Linked DNA regions of Mus musculus: region 2 is linked to region 1. A link is a contact called in public Micro-C data. All regions are on one chromosome and are shown on one strand. The core of a region is the stretch at or near the end of the contact, and the rest is flanking DNA. Distances in the headings are between cores, read along the strand shown. Region 1 has its middle 7.5 kb from the start of Gm41940. Region 2 holds the start of Insig2 (insulin induced gene 2).

Evidence for each region. A called contact is a pair of places that touch in the nucleus more often than the background predicts.
Region 2: a Micro-C map of muscle stem cells shows a contact between it and region 1, with 2.6 times the contacts expected there. The contact joins the promoter of Insig2 here to the enhancer-like site in region 1. A contact is called at or near these places in 2 of 39 promoter capture datasets (the 3T3-L1 cell line and macrophages), 2 of 15 datasets of contacts at CTCF or cohesin (the NIH/3T3 cell line and pro-B cells), 20 of 484 Hi-C or Micro-C datasets (the Ba/F3 cell line, the C2C12 cell line, the HPC-5 cell line and 15 more), 5 of 115 datasets of contacts at active chromatin or transcription factors (bone marrow-derived macrophages, embryonic hindbrain, embryonic limb bud and 1 more) and 4 of 9 other capture datasets (adipose tissue, liver, macrophages and 1 more).

The regions. Positions count from the first base shown.
Region 1 is chr1:121,251,943-121,255,975 of GRCm38.p6, reverse strand. No RefSeq gene overlaps it. Among named protein-coding and RNA genes, the nearest start is that of Gm41940, 7.5 kb to the right of the region's middle. Within about 2 kb of position 1,870, at least 4 of the 459 cell types and tissues checked have an H3K27ac peak or open chromatin away from gene starts, as enhancers often do. A contact at or near this core is called in muscle stem cells, where this site is marked.
Region 2 is chr1:121,325,653-121,329,685 of GRCm38.p6, reverse strand. Insig2 (insulin induced gene 2) reads left to right here and starts at 1,662. Exons shown (of 6, transcript NM_133748.2): 1 at 1,662-1,995.

The DNA.
Region 1 (4,033 bases), core at 621-3,120:
GGTACATCTCAGCTAGCTAGTCTCAAATTAACCTGACTATTCTGCTCCATGTCCTGCCATGTGGCTGGTTACCTCTCTCATACAAAATTAGTCTGGGCTCCTATTCCTTCCTCCATGTCTGGCTGGCAATCCTCCCCCACACCCTATCCACCATCCCTCCACCCCAATGTCCAACCCACAGCAGATAGTCTGCTGCAGAGTTGGGCTTAGAATAGAGCATTTGATTTGGAGGAGAGGAGGGAACAGTGAAGATCTGCAGTTACTCTTTCTGCTTCCCTAACTGAAGTGGCCTACAGGTTCCCAGGGGATGCCTGCTGGAGTCGAGGCTGGGATTATGGAATGAGTTTTGGGAAGGACAGTTGGGAGAGAAGATCTAAGTTGTCCATTGGAGATAGGGATCAGAGAGGAAAGGGAAACAGTAGATGTTCTGCTACAGATCTGGGGATGAGATCTGGGTGAGACTTGGAAGAATTGAGGGAGAGGAGAAGATAAGTTAGCCTACTTACTTCCATGGCCAGAGTGGTCTGTGGGTTCCCAGGGAACGCCTGCTGAAGTTGGAGCCTGGGATAAAACAATGAAGCTTGTAGTGGAAGACCTGTGTGATTCACTGGAGATGTGGGTCAGGGAAGGGAGGCTGTAGCAGGGAGGCTGCCACAAAGCTGGGGATAAGACTGAGGGGTTGAATTTAAAGGAGCAGAGGGAGAGGCGAGGTTCTGTAGTTAGCCTATCTATTTCTTTGGCCTAGTGGTTCCAAAGTTCCCAGGAAACTGGAATTATGTTATTGGATATAGTGTGTGTGTGTGTATACACACACACACACACACACACACACACACACACACACATATATATATATATATTCCATTTCTGAATATGGTCCTACACACATATATATATTCCATTTCTGAATATGGTCCTGTGTAGAAGGAATCCATGTCACTTGCAGATCCCTGGGCTGTAGATCTATTGTCTTTTGAAGGAAGTCACACTGCTGATATTTAACTCAGCATTATAGAAGTAAGTGTGTGTGTGTGTGTGTGTGTGTGTGTGTGTGATTCCCTCAGTTGCTAACCATCTGCAGGAATTCAGAATTTGAGTACAGTAAGTGGGCTCTGTCCACCGCACTCCTATAATTAGGTTACCTTTATTCTTCTATGAATCATTAACTTTGAAAGCTGCTGGTTCTATGGGTGATGGCCGGCGATACATCATCTTTTTAGCAGTGTGTCCCACCATAAAAAACAATGCTGCTAAGTCCCAATTTATTACCCCACGACGCCAACCGTGGCTCTCAAACAAACTCGGCCAATTTTAAGGATGATTTCTAGGCTGTTTTAAAAAGCTGCTTCTGCCAGCTTTTGAAAAACATTGCTTTCACAATGATTATTTTCCATTTCAGGACAAACCCATGAATTTGGCCCATTCAACCTCGAGATGGGGAGACGATGCATCTCTTCTCCATAAAACTCCAACGCCCGGGTTGTCATAAGTGATTTTTCCAAACTTAACTTTTCCCACACTCAGAGTTATCAGTTTCTGTCGAGCCTGGTGTGCGTTTCAGCCGAGGTTTTATTACACTGCCTTGGCAGCACATTACGTTTTTTACACATGGCTTTGATTGAGAAATGAAACTGGAATAAGAATGAGGGAACAGCAGCATCCGCTGCAGGAATCAACAGTTGCTGTTGTCAATCAGCCTGATTGATTAAATATGGTGATCCACATTTTCATCAAAGTGAAACTCTTCTGCAAAGCACTGTTATGCTTAAAGGATGTGACTGTCCGGCAGACTGTGCCACAGGGGCGGCTTGGTGATCCTGTATGGCATGGATGGATAGCTCAAGAAGCTGGGGCGTTCGGATGAGACCTGACTGGATTTTCCCCTTTGAATTTTGTAACATGTAGAAGAAGTGCTCCAACATGCTGGAGGTTAGGACCTGTGAAAGGGATGGAATTTGATTGGATCTTCATAGTCTGCTTCTTGATTGGTTCATGTCCTCTGCCTCTGTGTGTGTGTGCGTGTGTATGTAGTGGAGGTGTGTATGTACATGTATGTATGTGTAGAGGCCAGAGGAGGGCATTGGGTGTCCTGCTTTATCACTTGTGATAGTGTCATCCACTGAACTTGGAACTAGGTTGGCTAGCAACAAGCCCACAGATGCTCCCTCTCTGCCTCCCACAACACTGCGATTACAGGCCAATGTGTGACTATATCCTGCTTTTTATATGGATCTGGGGAGCCTAACTCAGGTTTTCATGCTTGCACAACAATGAGCCATCTTCCAACCCTTCCCATCCCCTCACAATGTAACCCTGCTGCGGGCCTTGAACTCACGGAGCTCTGCCTGCCTTAGCCTCCTCCTCCATGCATCAGTTAGAACCATGTATCTCCACACCTGGTCTCAAGCACCGTGTTTTTGTGTGAGTGTGTGTACATGTGTAGGTATGCATGTGTAGGATGTGTGTATGTGTTTGTGTGGGTATGTAAGCCAGCAAACAACTTTGGGTGTCATCTTCAAGAACCCCAGCTACCTCCTTTCAGGTAAGGTCTCTTGCTGGTATAGAACTCACCAAGTAGGCTAGGCTGGCTGGCCTGAGAGCCTCAGGGATCTGCCCAACTCTGTCTCCCCAGCACCAGGACTGCAAGTATGTGCCATCATACCCAGTATTTTACATGGGGTCCTGGGAAGGAACCCAGGTTCATGTTTCCATGGTGATCTCTTAACCGAGCCATCTTTCAAGTCCCCGTGCTTTGAGGGTATGACCCAAATGTAAGCGCAAACATCTGATTCGTCAAAGGTCATGTCTCTCATTTTTATTCAAGCCCATTAAAAAAAATGTTTGCTGCTGTTGTCTTAACACCAAAACTTGAATAGAGATGAGAATGAAGACCACAGAGAACACAAGTGGATCCTGTCAGAGCCCAACAGATTTGTGTCAGTCTGTAAGACTGGAGACTCTGGGGACACTTAGAGCAGGTGCAGTGGGTTTGGGTGTTAGAGTGCCCTGAACTCAAGGTGAAACAGGTAATTAGGAGAGAGAGAGAGAGAGAGAGAGAGAGAGAGAGAGAGAGAGAGAGAGAGAGAGAGAGAGAGATTGAGTAAATTTTCCACCCTGTGGGTCCCAGTCCCAGGGATCAAACTCAGGTCATGAAGTCCTGGTGACAAAGAAGCCTTAACCACTGAGCTCTCTCTCAGGCTTCACCTTAATTTTTGGAGAAAGAGTTTCTCATTTTTACCTGCAATTCTCCAATATGGCTAGTTTTATAACCAGATAGCCACACGAACCCATTTTTCTGCATATCCCCAACTCTGGGGTTACAAGCGTGCACGTCTCCCCTGAGTTTTATGTGGGCCCTAAGGCCCAAACTCAGATCATTGTATTTGTGCAGCCAGCACTTCACCAACAGAGCCATCTCCTCAGTCCCTCAGTTTTAATTTCCATGATGTTTCTGCCTTGTTGGGGTCAGGCAGTTCTCCTTGGCTGGCACATGGCTTTTTAGAGAGTAGATTCTCTGCGCTCACTTGGATGAAGTTGAGTTCCAGGGAGCTGGCTGCATCATTGCCTACAGGAAAAATGTCTCCTGTTGAAATCCATTTAAGACAAAAACACAGCAAACCTTCGCATTCGTGTAAAACAAGGGATTTCAGAGGAGGGCTTTTCAGAAAAATAAGTGGGCAATAAGAAAGGAGAAACCCTTAGAGTAATTCCTCTCACACATGGAGCGCGGCTGCTGCGGGGCTTATGTCAAGAGTAATCTTGGAGGATTGAGATATTTTCAGCGGTATGTAATTGAGGTTTTAGGTTTTCCCTTACAGAGGGATTGCTCCGGAAACAGTTTTTCTTGCTGTCCTCCAGTCTCTGTCTTTTTCTAAAGCTTGTTTGTAGATTTGGGGATTGCTTGCAGATTTTTAAGAAAAACAAGAAACCTCTAAAACTCCTGCAGCTTAAAGCTCCCAAACAGGACTATGTGGGAGCTTGATGAAAAGAGGAGAAAAATGTCAAGCTTAGGTCTCCATTCAAAGTTCACCAT
Region 2 (4,033 bases), core at 413-2,912, 74 kb before region 1:
CCAATGGCACAGAACCAACTTTAAAGTAAGCCAAAATAAATATGATCTCACCGCCCTCTTAAGTCATACCCTGACATCAGTTTGTTCTGGATTTTCATGTTGCTGTGAAAAACAAATGCTTGGCAAAAGGACTTGAGGGAGGATGGGTTTATTTTGGCTCCCATTAAGGAAGGACACAGGCCATCACCATAGCTAAGGCATGGAGGCGAGAGTGAGGTCACACTGACTGAAGAGACAGGAAAGAAACAGGAAACTGAGAGGAGTGTTGATGCTCAGTGAGCTTTCTCTTTTTTATTCAGCTCTTGACCCCATTGGGGCTGCTCACATCCATGTGCTTCTTCCTTCCTTCTTTCCTGAAATGTTTCTAGAAACATCCCTCAGACATACACCCAGAGGTATTCCCATAGCGATTCTCAATCCTGCCAAGTTGACAAAAATATCATATCATGGATAATATGGGTTATCCCATGTGTATTTTTATTTTTCCTTATAAAACTCTTCATCTGTGCAGCATAATTAGCCTAGGCTTTCAATTACTATGCATAAAAACCTGCAGGAATTAAATTTAAGATTAGCTAGACAAAAACCATTAGAAATACATGAAAAGCCATATTATTACATGCTGAGTCTTTTGGTCCAAGTTTAGTTTCTCTTATTTTTAAGAAATAAATGTGTTGATAAAATGATCAGAAACTGTTAAAGATGCATCTGATTGTTAGTTCAAAGTAAATGAAAACAAAGGCATTTAACCAAATGACATTCTCTTGCTAAATTATAGCAATTACTTTAGGCCCATAGTTCCTACAAAACTCTCCTTAAGACCAATGCAATCAGACCACAAGCATAATATATTTTTGGCTAAGCTCCCCAAAAGATGATATAGTGAACAGCCCAGAGGTGGTAATCAAGCCACTTATTAGCCTTTAAAAACACTCTGTAGAGGAATGTAGTGGTGGGCAGGAAAAATGATCAAAACGTATTGTATATGTATGAAATTTTTCTTTAAAAAAAAAAAAAAAGAGTCCTTAAGGACTTCATACAATGCATTTTTATATTTACTCCCCACTTCCCTGACACATCTCCCGGATTCGCACTCCACTTCCCCACTCGAACTTCAAGTCCTTAAAATCTTCAAGGAATAAAGAAAACAAAACTTCTCTGTACCATTTTCCATCCAAAACAACAGCTCATCTGCACCATCTCCAACGTGCACACTATCCATTCTCTTAATTATGGTTTCCAGTTCTAAAAGGAAGGTCTTAGCTGGGCGTGGTGGCGCACACTTCTGATCCTAGCACTGAGGAAGCAGAGACAAGTAGCTCTCGAGGTCTGCCTGGTCTACCTGGGTAGCTTCAGACCGGCTAAGGCTACATACACTGTGTGACCCTGTCTCAAGAAGGAAGCGCTTTAAGTCAAATTTTGACAGTAACAGAGGTGATAAGGTTTTGTGTTGCTTGGTCTTTGACCCAAGTCTCTCGAGAGCTGATGCAAAGAGCTGCCTTTAATCCGTATTCAGAAAGGATACTGAGGCACACTCCAAGGCGGGAAGAAGTTGCAGGCGACAACCGTGGAGCCTGTCACCCGGCTGGCAACTGCGGCCCACGCAGAGGGTGGAGTCTCGGGCTGCGCGTGCGTGCGCGCACGAGTCCCTCACTCCGCCCACAGAGTCCAGATGCCCATCCAGAACCTCTGACTCCCGAGGGCACCAACAACAGCTGATTTCGCAGCCTCTCCTCCTCCCAGACAGGGTCCCCACCTCCTTCCAGCCCGGAGTGCCCGGCACACCGGAAGTCCTTTTGCCCCGTCTCCGCAGAGCGGAGGCAGTGCGCGCAGAGGCAACCGGAAGCTCCTCTGCCCCTACCGTCAGCGTGAAGCCGCCGGGCGGCGCAGGCGCAGTGCGGCTCAGGCGGAGCTGTGGGAGGGGAGTAGGTCGGGGGCCGGTCCCTGAAGATGGCGGAGGCGGGGGTGAACTGGGGGTCTCCGGGCAGAGCTCAGGTGAGCTTATTTGGCCGGGGACGGCTCGAGGACGGCGGTGGCTTTTGGGAAGAGGAGCTGTTTATGTTTTAACGTCGCAGGCTGGCAACACTCCTAGCTGGTGTTGGGGGATCCAGGACCCGCAGGTGGGGCCTGCTGGGGCGAGGGGTCCCCGGCTTACCTGGAGAGAGGTCAGCGAGATCTAGGGAAAAACCAGCGGGCTCATAGAGGGACAGGCTTTGGGGGATGCCGAGGTCCCTGGACAGTGGAAGACTGTCAGAGTGGAAGAAGGCTGGAGGACAGCGGAAAGGGCGACCCTGGAGGTCTGTTTGGGGACAGAGATGGGCCAGCTGTCTAGTGTACACCTGCCCGGACTCGGTGCCTTGTAGTCTGGGAGGAAGACTCAGGCTTGTATGGGAGATGGATGGAAATTAGGTACATAACCGTAGGAAGTTTAGAATCTACCGAAATAAGAGGACTCCTGAGTTGAAGAGTAGGGATTGTGAATCGGAAGTGAATACCTTTTAGGTATGTATCAGTGGGTGCTGCCAAGCAGTTGTTGCCAGGGCCTAGAAGTCGGTTGGTGATAGTAAGTGGGGCTTTAGCGTCGTTCTTTGGGGATGAGCCGGCTGGTAAAGGAAAACAGTGCTTTGCTGAGGATGGCGTTTAGGGACACGAAAGGAGTTAAAACTTAAGTGAAAAGTTGTTCACGGGTAGTGTGAACTATGTCGTTGGGTGAAATAGATACCCCGAAGTGTTTACTGTTTTGTAGGATTGATGAGGAAATTCTTGGAGAAAGAGCAAATTGAGTTGACTGTTGGGACACTTATGTTGGCTGGTTTCAGTGACCACAGCAATGAAAGACAGTCTCCAGTTCTGGATTAAAACAAAACAAAACAAAACAAAACAAAAAAAAAAAACCAAGGCTTCCATGCGGGGCTTCCTCTCTGCCCCCCCTTCCCCCCTAGCTTTGGGGTTTGGCCCAGACAGTGAACTACTGAATGAAAATGAATAAAGGGGTGTCCCCTGTTAATTAATGACCTGCGGGGGAAAAACAATGACTGATGTTTTCTTCCTCCATCGTTTTTTCTGGATTTGTAACCGCTGATATTACTTGTTTTCATAGTATTCAGCTCGCATCTATTATGAAATGACCAATCTATGAGTCGTTTTGTATTCGGGGAAATTTGATGCTTTAAAAACGGATAATTGTGTTTTAGATAGAGATACTGAAAAGGAAAAGATAAAGGACAGTTCAGTAAAAACACTGTTTTTATTGTGTGTAGAAAATTATCACCAAGCAGTAGATAACATTTTTTAAGGACTAAGCTTTCTGTGCTTTCTGTTTAAAGCAGTGCGCTGTGTGACTGCTGCTTGCTTAATGGTTTCTGTGTTTGGGTTTTAATGTGGGGAGAGAAGAGCAACGGCACTTTTTCTTCCTAGAGCTTCTAACGCACCTTTTGAGAGTCATATCTGTATGCTTTTATTTAAGGAGGGTTAAAGCATGTCATGGAATTGCGGTTTTGTCCTGCTGATGCGTATTCTGTTTTGTGAACGCCGTTCTAATGAGCACAGCATGTGTTAAAAAAAGGGTGGTGGTGGTAGTAATTTAACATTTTTATTTGTTAATGTATCTAACCCAGTCTCAGAAGAGAGATTCATCTGAGAATGCAAACTTACCAATGTGACACTAGTTATTGAAAAATGAATAATCCTGTTTGCTTGCAACTAAATGGTTAAGTTACTTGATTTACCAGGTGTGGTGGTGCGTGATGGATATACTAGTGCTTGGGAAGTAGAGGCAGGAGAATCATATCATAAGTTCACCGTCATTCTTGATTATATATTGAGTTTGAGGTCAACGACCTAGACAAAAAACAAACAAACAAAAAACCCAAAAAACAGAAGAAGCCTAAATTCCAGCTAGGTCTTAAGTTCCTATATTTCACTTCTATACTTTCTCAAATGCTTCTTACCTGAGAGCATGATCTTGATGGTGAACATAAACTTTGATTTGCTTGTGCTCTAGAATTACTTAGGCCTCTCGTCTATCTAAAAG